Linked DNA regions of Mus musculus: region 1 is linked to region 2. A link is a contact called in public HiChIP or PLAC-seq data. All regions are on one chromosome and are shown on one strand. Each heading gives the region's core, a stretch centred on a gene start, on an enhancer-like site or on the middle of the called end of the contact. The rest is flanking DNA. Distances are from core to core; before and after follow the strand shown. Region 1 has its middle 4.5 kb from the start of Adam6b. Region 2 has its middle 130 kb from the start of Gm25622.

Region 1 (3,911 bases), core at 440-2,939, 140 kb before region 2:
TTAATCTGAGGGTATCAAATTTCCCACTAAGTGTGTTTAGAAAGATCTCCACCTTTTTGCCCTAGTCTTCCAGTGCCCCACCTACGTTCTGGTCTCCCACATCTGATGTCTTCTCAGTGATTCTGGCCCTGCCTGCTCCACAGCTACAAACCCCTTCCTATAATGAGCTCTGTGCTGAGCCATCATCCTGAATCAATCCACCTTAAGCAGATGTTTTGCTTATTTTTCCTGTGTCCATACTACAGAGGAAGGGTAGGCATGTAGAAGCTGAGGCATCTCATCTCACTCTAAGCACCCTCAGTCTCTAAATGTGCCCCTTTGTTTCCAGCAGTTCAGCCTCAAGCATCTTTTATTCACTCGTCTTAGAGGGACACATGTGCTGTAGTGTTATAAGATGAAATTTAAAGCATTAGTTATTCCCAACAAGCCAATTAAACAAGCCAAAAACATTCATCAGTCATTCCCATGGAACCTCTGAAGCATCTTCCTGCTCTAACCTTGAGTTTCCTAGGGCTGCTGTGGGATCACAGGAGCTGTCCTGTTTACCAGCCTATCCTGTCCCACGGGATTCAGTTATTAGTGGGTGCGAGGGGGACCGCAAACCTGGAAGAAAATGGGATTGGAAGAGAAAAGAGAAACGAAGACCAAGTAGATCTTTTCCTATCAAGGTCTTCGTTTATTAGGCTGAGGTGCCTGGTGTAAAGCATGCATCGCGGGGAATAGGAAGGGGTCGAGGGGGAATTTTACAAAGAACAAAGAAGCGGGCATCTGCTGACATGAGGGCCGAAGTCAGGCTCCAGGCAGCGGACACTCTGCATCTTATCTCTGGAACATAGATCCTCCTTGACAGCCTTGGGGTGTCAGGCCAGGCTCAGGTGTAACTCATGTCCTTGGATGGCATGGGAGTTCAGGAAGAGATAGGGAAGAGGGGACTATAATTCAGCTTTTACAGCCTCAGGTGCCAGGAAGGCAACAGGGAGGAGGGAGTGACTACAGGCTCCTAGCACGAGGCCATTTGGCCTGTCAGGGTGGGAGATTGTGAAGGGCTCACTTTCTCATGGTATGGTCTCTGACACCAGCCAGAAAAAAAAAAAATCTCCAGTCAATCTACAGAAAGGCAGAAATATGGAGAACCTTCTAGAAGAACAGCAACCCTTGACTGACTCTGCAGGGCAGTCTAAGCACACAGGTTCCTCTGAGCCCAGTCCCTGGCTGTATTCACTCACACAGGGCCCAGCAGTCTGGAGATGCCTGCAGCAGGAAGGTTCTCACTGTACCTCAGTCTCACAGCTCAGTCACTTTGTAGTCTCCCCACAGCAAATCACAACCAATGCAGTTGTCACCCTTGAGGCCATTCCTCAGTGACGCCTGGGAAACACTGTCCATTTGCCCTGCTCATATGCTGTCTCAGCTCACATAAATTCCCTCCAAGCTCCTTTACAGAAACAACCAATTGACATACAAATTAAAGTAATATGAAGCTCTGTCCTGTACCAATTCCTAGAACACCTCAGCTGCTAAAATCTAACTGTGCAATACAGAGAACTACCTAGATAATACCTAACTCCAATCTTGAGGTATCTGTTGAAGAGGCTTTCAGCTATGAATTACCAAGAGGGATGCCTGTGTCTCCTACATCTTAAGGCATCTTTCTGAAGCTCACACTACCCTTCACAGCGCCACAGCAGCAGGGAGATCTGTATCTCTTCCTCTCCACAAGAGGGCAGAATTCGGGTGTCAACTGTGACAACCCTCCAGCATTAATTTCTATTAGTAGATATTTTCTTTACTTACATTTCAAATGTTATCCCCTTCCCCAGTTTTTCCTCCCTGAAACCCCCTATCCCATCACCCATCTCCCTGCTCACCAACCCACCCATTCCATAAGAACCAATCAGTACCCCACCCCCCCAGAGCTCCCAGGGACTAAACCAGGAACCAAAGAGTACACATGGAAGGACCCATAGCTCCAGCTGCATAGGTAGCACTACTTTGAAAAGGGGGAAGATGATGAAATCATTACTGTGGGGGAAATGCAAGGAAGATTCCAACACATCTAGGCATCTATGAAGATTTTAAGTCTTCAAAATCCAAAACCACCACAAAATTTAAAAAAAAAAAAAGTAGATTCTAAATGCAGTCACCTGCACCAGGTGCCTGGGGAATCACTCAGCAGCCCTAGACTGAGAAAGCTTGGAGAAAGTAGAAATAGAGAAAGTGTACAGCCAGTATCCTCTAGCTACTCACATCCAAACAGGGCCTCCTGACTGCTCTGAGCCTGTCCTAAGAACAGCAATGATGCCACAGAAATTTTTAGAGTGAGCCCTGAAGGAACTTGAGGCTGATATGAGCAAGCCAGTCCCAGAGGAAAGGAAAACCCATAGAGAGAAAACAGGTGAGTTAGTGCATTAAAGGGGCTGAGCAGGGAGTTCTCATCGCTCCCCAGCACCAGAAATAAGAGCCTCTCCGGAGCTGCTGGGACATGGAATGCAGATGATTCGGACCATCAGCCCCACAGAGACCTTTCCCACTCTGGCTCAGAAAGAGGCACTGGACCACAGTTGGAGAGGAGAATCGAAAGCTGATATCTCTGTATTCACTTAGCCTGTTACCCACCCATGCACCCAAGTCCAAGGTGGGAGAAACACTGAGGGTCTAAACACAGCCCCAGAGCAACTGCCAGTATTAAATACCAGATTTCAGAAGATGGGAAATCACCTCTCTGGTCATTTTTGGGACATGTAAACTGTAACAGGAAACATAGGACCAATTTAAGATGGAGCAGTCCTATATCCCTAACCCAGTTGTAAATAAAACATTCAAGAGTGCCATCAGACACCACAGTGGTACAGGAGAGATGAGTGTACCTAGTGCATCAAGAGTTCCCTCACTAGATAAACCAAGATGTAGCCCCAGGACCACCCAGGCACCTACCAGGACTCCCCTCCAGAGGTCTGAGCCAGTTAGCTCTAGTTCATTCTATGTTTCAGACCAAAACATCAGAAACAACAGCATCTCCACTGCAGATGAACCCCTAAGCCATACAGTGTACCCAAAGGCAGCACCACAGATGGGGAATGTGGGGGCGAAGAAGCTTGTATCACATTAAGAGTGTTGCCCAATGACTATTTGCTATCTTCACAGTAAGATGGGCACTGATCCCACCCACCAAAACATAGTAGGACAAGGACCCTTAAATAACATCTGTCAAGGGGAGCTGTCAAATAGCCACTGAGCTGAGATGGCTCATACGGGGTGATATAGAAAAACAGGCCAAAGAACCTCCTGTGTTGCAAGCACAAATGGGAAGCTGTGAATCTCCACTACCTTACAAGAAAACTGTACCAATCTGCAAGAACAGGGGATACACAGCTTTCCACACTGTGTAGGAAGGCATTGGACTCTCAGATCATCCAAGGACTAGGGCTAAAGTGGCCATGTGTGGGAAATACATCCACTTTATAAACCTACCTTGTATCCACATCACACATGGAGCATCTGCTCCTGGTCCCTACCTCATGTGGGTGCTGCGGTGCTGTACATTGAGTCTGGGGGCATGAGTGTGCCCGGTAAATTCCTTATCACTCAGATGAATTTCCAGTCCACACTCATCACCTTGGAGTAGGAATTTTAAAAGTTAGTGTAGATATAAGTAAAGAGAGTCAGGAGGGGGGGCTGAAAGGCAGACCTGCAGAAATTCTCCAGAGGGTAGAGCTCAGAAGCAGCAAGCAAAACTTGGGCTAACAGAAGAGCAAACACAGAGCTCAGGCAGAACTACCTGGCAATGCGACTGGGCACACTGAAAGCACTGGGCATCAGCACTGAGCCCCAAATATGCACTCAGGATCCTCTGCATAATAATGTAACATAACAGGAAGGTTAGAACAGGCCAAAAGAGGAAACAGAACAAA
Region 2 (3,685 bases), core at 182-2,681:
CATAGCAGCCGATTAACACTGCTCTCTCTACTTGGAGTCAGTGAGTAATATTTCCTATCTAGTTCTGAACCTTTATCTCAGGTTAGTTGAATTCAAAGCTCCATGTTGGGCACCATTTTGTTGCAGTAAATCTCTCCATCACAAATATGCCCCGACAATGAAAACATGACTCAGTTAATATGATTACATGCTGTGTACCTAGATTGGGCAGATCTACCACTACACTACCATCTTCCACATCTATGAGACCCCTTAGAAATTGCAGTTTCTCCAGGCCATGTGCTTCTGCTCTGCTTTTCTTCCTCTTCCTCCTCCTCCTCTGCATCCTCTCCCTCTTCCATTTTCTCCTTCTCCCTTTTTGAGTTCTACTCCACCTTCCCTTTTATCTGCCCAATCATCAACTCTCCTTTATTTTACAAATTAAGGTGGGAAGCAGGTTTCCAGGAAATCACCTGAATGCTGACTCATTCCTTCTTCACAACCCCTCACAGGAAGATGGAATTAACATCAAATATAATTAGCCCCAGGGCTACCCACAGGACTATTACACTTCCTTTTTCTCCTTCAAGTGAACATTTATATTTTTCTTGCTCAGCATGATCCCTTTCATTACAGATTTGCATTAAAATGGCTACTAAAAGCCAAGCAACACAATCAATATTAGGCTGTTTTGAAATGTCCTCTGCCAATGTCATTAATCCAAAACTCTTCAATTAAGTCCCACCCAAACTTTTAGGACAAAGGCAGAAAACAGCCACATTCTTCACCAAAATATTACATGAACAATCTTTAGGCCACTTACAAATATTCTACTCCTTTGAAGCCACTTGATCCAGGTTGCCATAATTTTCATTATCTCAGCACCACTGACTTCCCTGATCCTGCTACTTTGGCCCACTAAGCACCACTTGAAGCATTCAGCTGTTTTTCTAACCCAAGTCCCCAAGTCCATATTTCACCAAGAAACATGGCCAGGCCTGACACAACAATACTCCACTCCTGGTACCATCTTCTGGCTTGGTCAGTATTCTATTGCTATAGAGAGACACCATAATCACTGCAACTCTGATAAAATGAAAACATTTAATTGGGGCTTGGTATAGACTCAGAGGCTTAGTCCATTATCAGAATGGCAGGAAGCATGTTGTCATATAGGAAGATATGATGCTGGAAAAGAGCTGAGAGTTCTACATATAAATCAGCAGGCAGCAGCAAGAAAGCAACATTGAACATGACTTGGACACTTAAAACCCCAATGTACACCCCCGAGTGACACACTTCCTACAACAAAGCCACATGTAAGATTAGATTTTTCAAAACCAACTTTAATAAAGGTTCTTAAATGTTTCAACCTCCCTTCTAGGCCACACACACCCCCAGAGGTAGTAAAAACAGAATGGTTAATGGGGGGGTATAAGGGTTAAATGGGGGTTGTGAACCTGTCTAGAAATAGTTCTTTGGGGCTGTGCCAATCTCTGTTGTCAGCAGTAGAGTCCCCTAGCAAAGCACCAGCATTAATCATCAACAGCAGCTTGATCCAGAAGAAACCATGAGGCACCACCAATCAGCACCAGTCCACAGAAGCTGCAAAGAGCCACTAGAATATGAGAAGTTCTTTGATGAGTTATTCTCTACAAAGTCAAGACAGGCAAAAATCAGCAGCGTAATTCAAGGTAAACCAAGGCCATAGTTTCATCATTGAAAACTAGCAAGGCAGAGAAAGATGAACCAATGTCAGAGCCTCCTCCCACTGTCTGTGGGGACATATTTATATTCTTGCTAAACATCATGGGTCCTCTCACATATCTGCTTCAGCAAAACACTCTTTCACCTGTCTCCTTCAGCAAAATATCCTTTCACCTCCCTCCCTCAGGAAAACAATATATGACATAATAGAGTTTCCAAAGAAACCAGAAATTGCACACAGCTACTCCAACCAGGCCAGCCACACGTCAAACTGCCACTCCCCAAGCATTCAAATATGTGACCCTATAAAGGGCATTCTCTTTTTTTTTTTTATTAATCATTTTATTCATTTACATTTCAAATAATATCCTCCTTCCCAGTTACCCCTCCACCCTTATTCCATCCTTCCTCTTCTCCTCTCCTTTGCCTCTAAGAAGGTGCTCTTTTACCCATCACCCACTCCTGCCTCACCGATCTAGCATCCCACTGTACTGGGCATCAAGCCTGCACAGGACCAAAGGCTCCCCTCCCATTGATGTCAGACAAGGCCATCCTCTGCTACATATGCATTCAGAGCCATGGATCCTTCCATGTACACTCTTTGGTTGATGATTTAGTCTCTGGGAGATCTGGGTGGTCCAGTTAGTTGATATTGTTCTTCCTATGGTGTAGAGGCAATTTTTATTCAAACCACTACTGTCCCAAGAAAGCATCTCTTCTAAACAGTGGTTCTCAATTGGCTGGCATTGTCGATGTCAATGATCCTTGGTCTCTAAGGCAATCCTCAATTAGGTCCTCCTGCAAGAGATGCCTTTGCAGCCATGGGGCCCCAACATTTATGCAGAGGCAGCCCTTCCTCCTACAGTAGTGCTGCTAGGATTTTAGGAGCTGGTGAGGAAACATCCAGTGTAGGGATGCAGGAAATCCTTACCCTTCTCCTGGGGCTGGAGAGTAAGGCATAGTAGCTCATCTGAACACTTAGGACACTTGTGTGAGTACTGGGCCCAGAGCTTTCATCCTGGCAGACCAAATCTCCATGTTACTAGTGAATACAATCCATCAAGCTGAGGAAGGAAGAGTTTGGCCCTGGCACGAGTTCAGATTAGACCCTTCCTGGATATTATCCTTGGTTATAAGTCAAGGTCTACAGTATACCTCTTGTGTCCAAGGTACAAAACATAACCATTTGTCCCAGAGGCTCTCTCCTTCAGCAGGAGGGGCAAGAGCAGAGGTCTCCAGGAGAGACAGAAGGGAGCCCTTGCTTCCCTTGGCTTAGGACTCTTCCCTGACTGATTGGATGATCCAGGCATCACTTCCAAGGAACCCTTGTTTTCCCTCACTATACTCTCCCTAATTTTCCTGTCCACCTTGATCTGCTAGTTAGATCACTCCATTGCCAGTGACAGTCTGGCTGGGCCAATGTAGGAGGCAGAGAGGTTCATGTGCTCACAGTCAAGCACTGAGGAAACTAGGAATGTTAAGTGCACAGATTGTCTCTTACAAGGGAGATATTGTATAACTTATTATCCTCCAAGAAGGCTGGTTAATGGAGGTGGTAAATAGCCTGGTGACCTTTACACTATCTGTATGACTGAGCCCACACCAGATCCCCACCCCTAAGACCCTTAAGATGTCACATGTAGTCAGTAGAGTCCATCTTTATGGAAGATGCCACTCGTACTTTACAAAGGTTTCAAATCCATCCATGAATTTGTGCCTTAAGCTTTATTGTACATGTGGGATTCAGTTCATTATCACCAGAAAACATTTTTTTCCAAAATTTTCTGTACTTAAATGTACCCAAAATGAACTGCCCAGTGTCGAGCCCTAGAAAATTAAACCAAACAGGCTACTGAGTCACATTAAACTAAACTTCCTTCTTGCTTTATCCAGATTGATACTGCTGTCAATGATGTTTGCAGAGACTACATACACACAGGCCAGGTGCTGAGGGCCGTATCAACTAAACAAAACAGTCATTGGACATAGCTCCAAAGTT

The links. HiChIP or PLAC-seq counts read pairs in DNA pulled down with a chosen protein or histone mark.
Region 1: a contact with region 2 is called in a CTCF HiChIP or PLAC-seq map of CD8 T cells, with 5 read pairs. The contact joins two enhancer-like sites. A contact is called at or near these places in 1 of 15 datasets of contacts at CTCF or cohesin (CD8 T cells), 1 of 115 datasets of contacts at active chromatin or transcription factors (large pre-B cells) and 3 of 9 other capture datasets (liver, macrophages and pancreatic islet).

The regions. Positions count from the first base shown.
Region 1 is chr12:113,483,084-113,486,994 of GRCm38.p6, reverse strand. It overlaps Igh. Among named protein-coding and RNA genes, the nearest start is that of Adam6b, 4.5 kb to the left of the region's middle. Within about 2 kb of position 1,689, at least 6 of the 459 cell types and tissues checked have an H3K27ac peak or open chromatin away from gene starts, as enhancers often do. A contact at or near this core is called in CD8 T cells, where this site is marked.
Region 2 is chr12:113,341,312-113,344,996 of GRCm38.p6, reverse strand. It overlaps Igh. Among named protein-coding and RNA genes, the nearest start is that of Gm25622, 130 kb to the right of the region's middle. Within about 2 kb of position 1,431, at least 1 of the 459 cell types and tissues checked has an H3K27ac peak or open chromatin away from gene starts, as enhancers often do. A contact at or near this core is called in CD8 T cells, where this site is marked.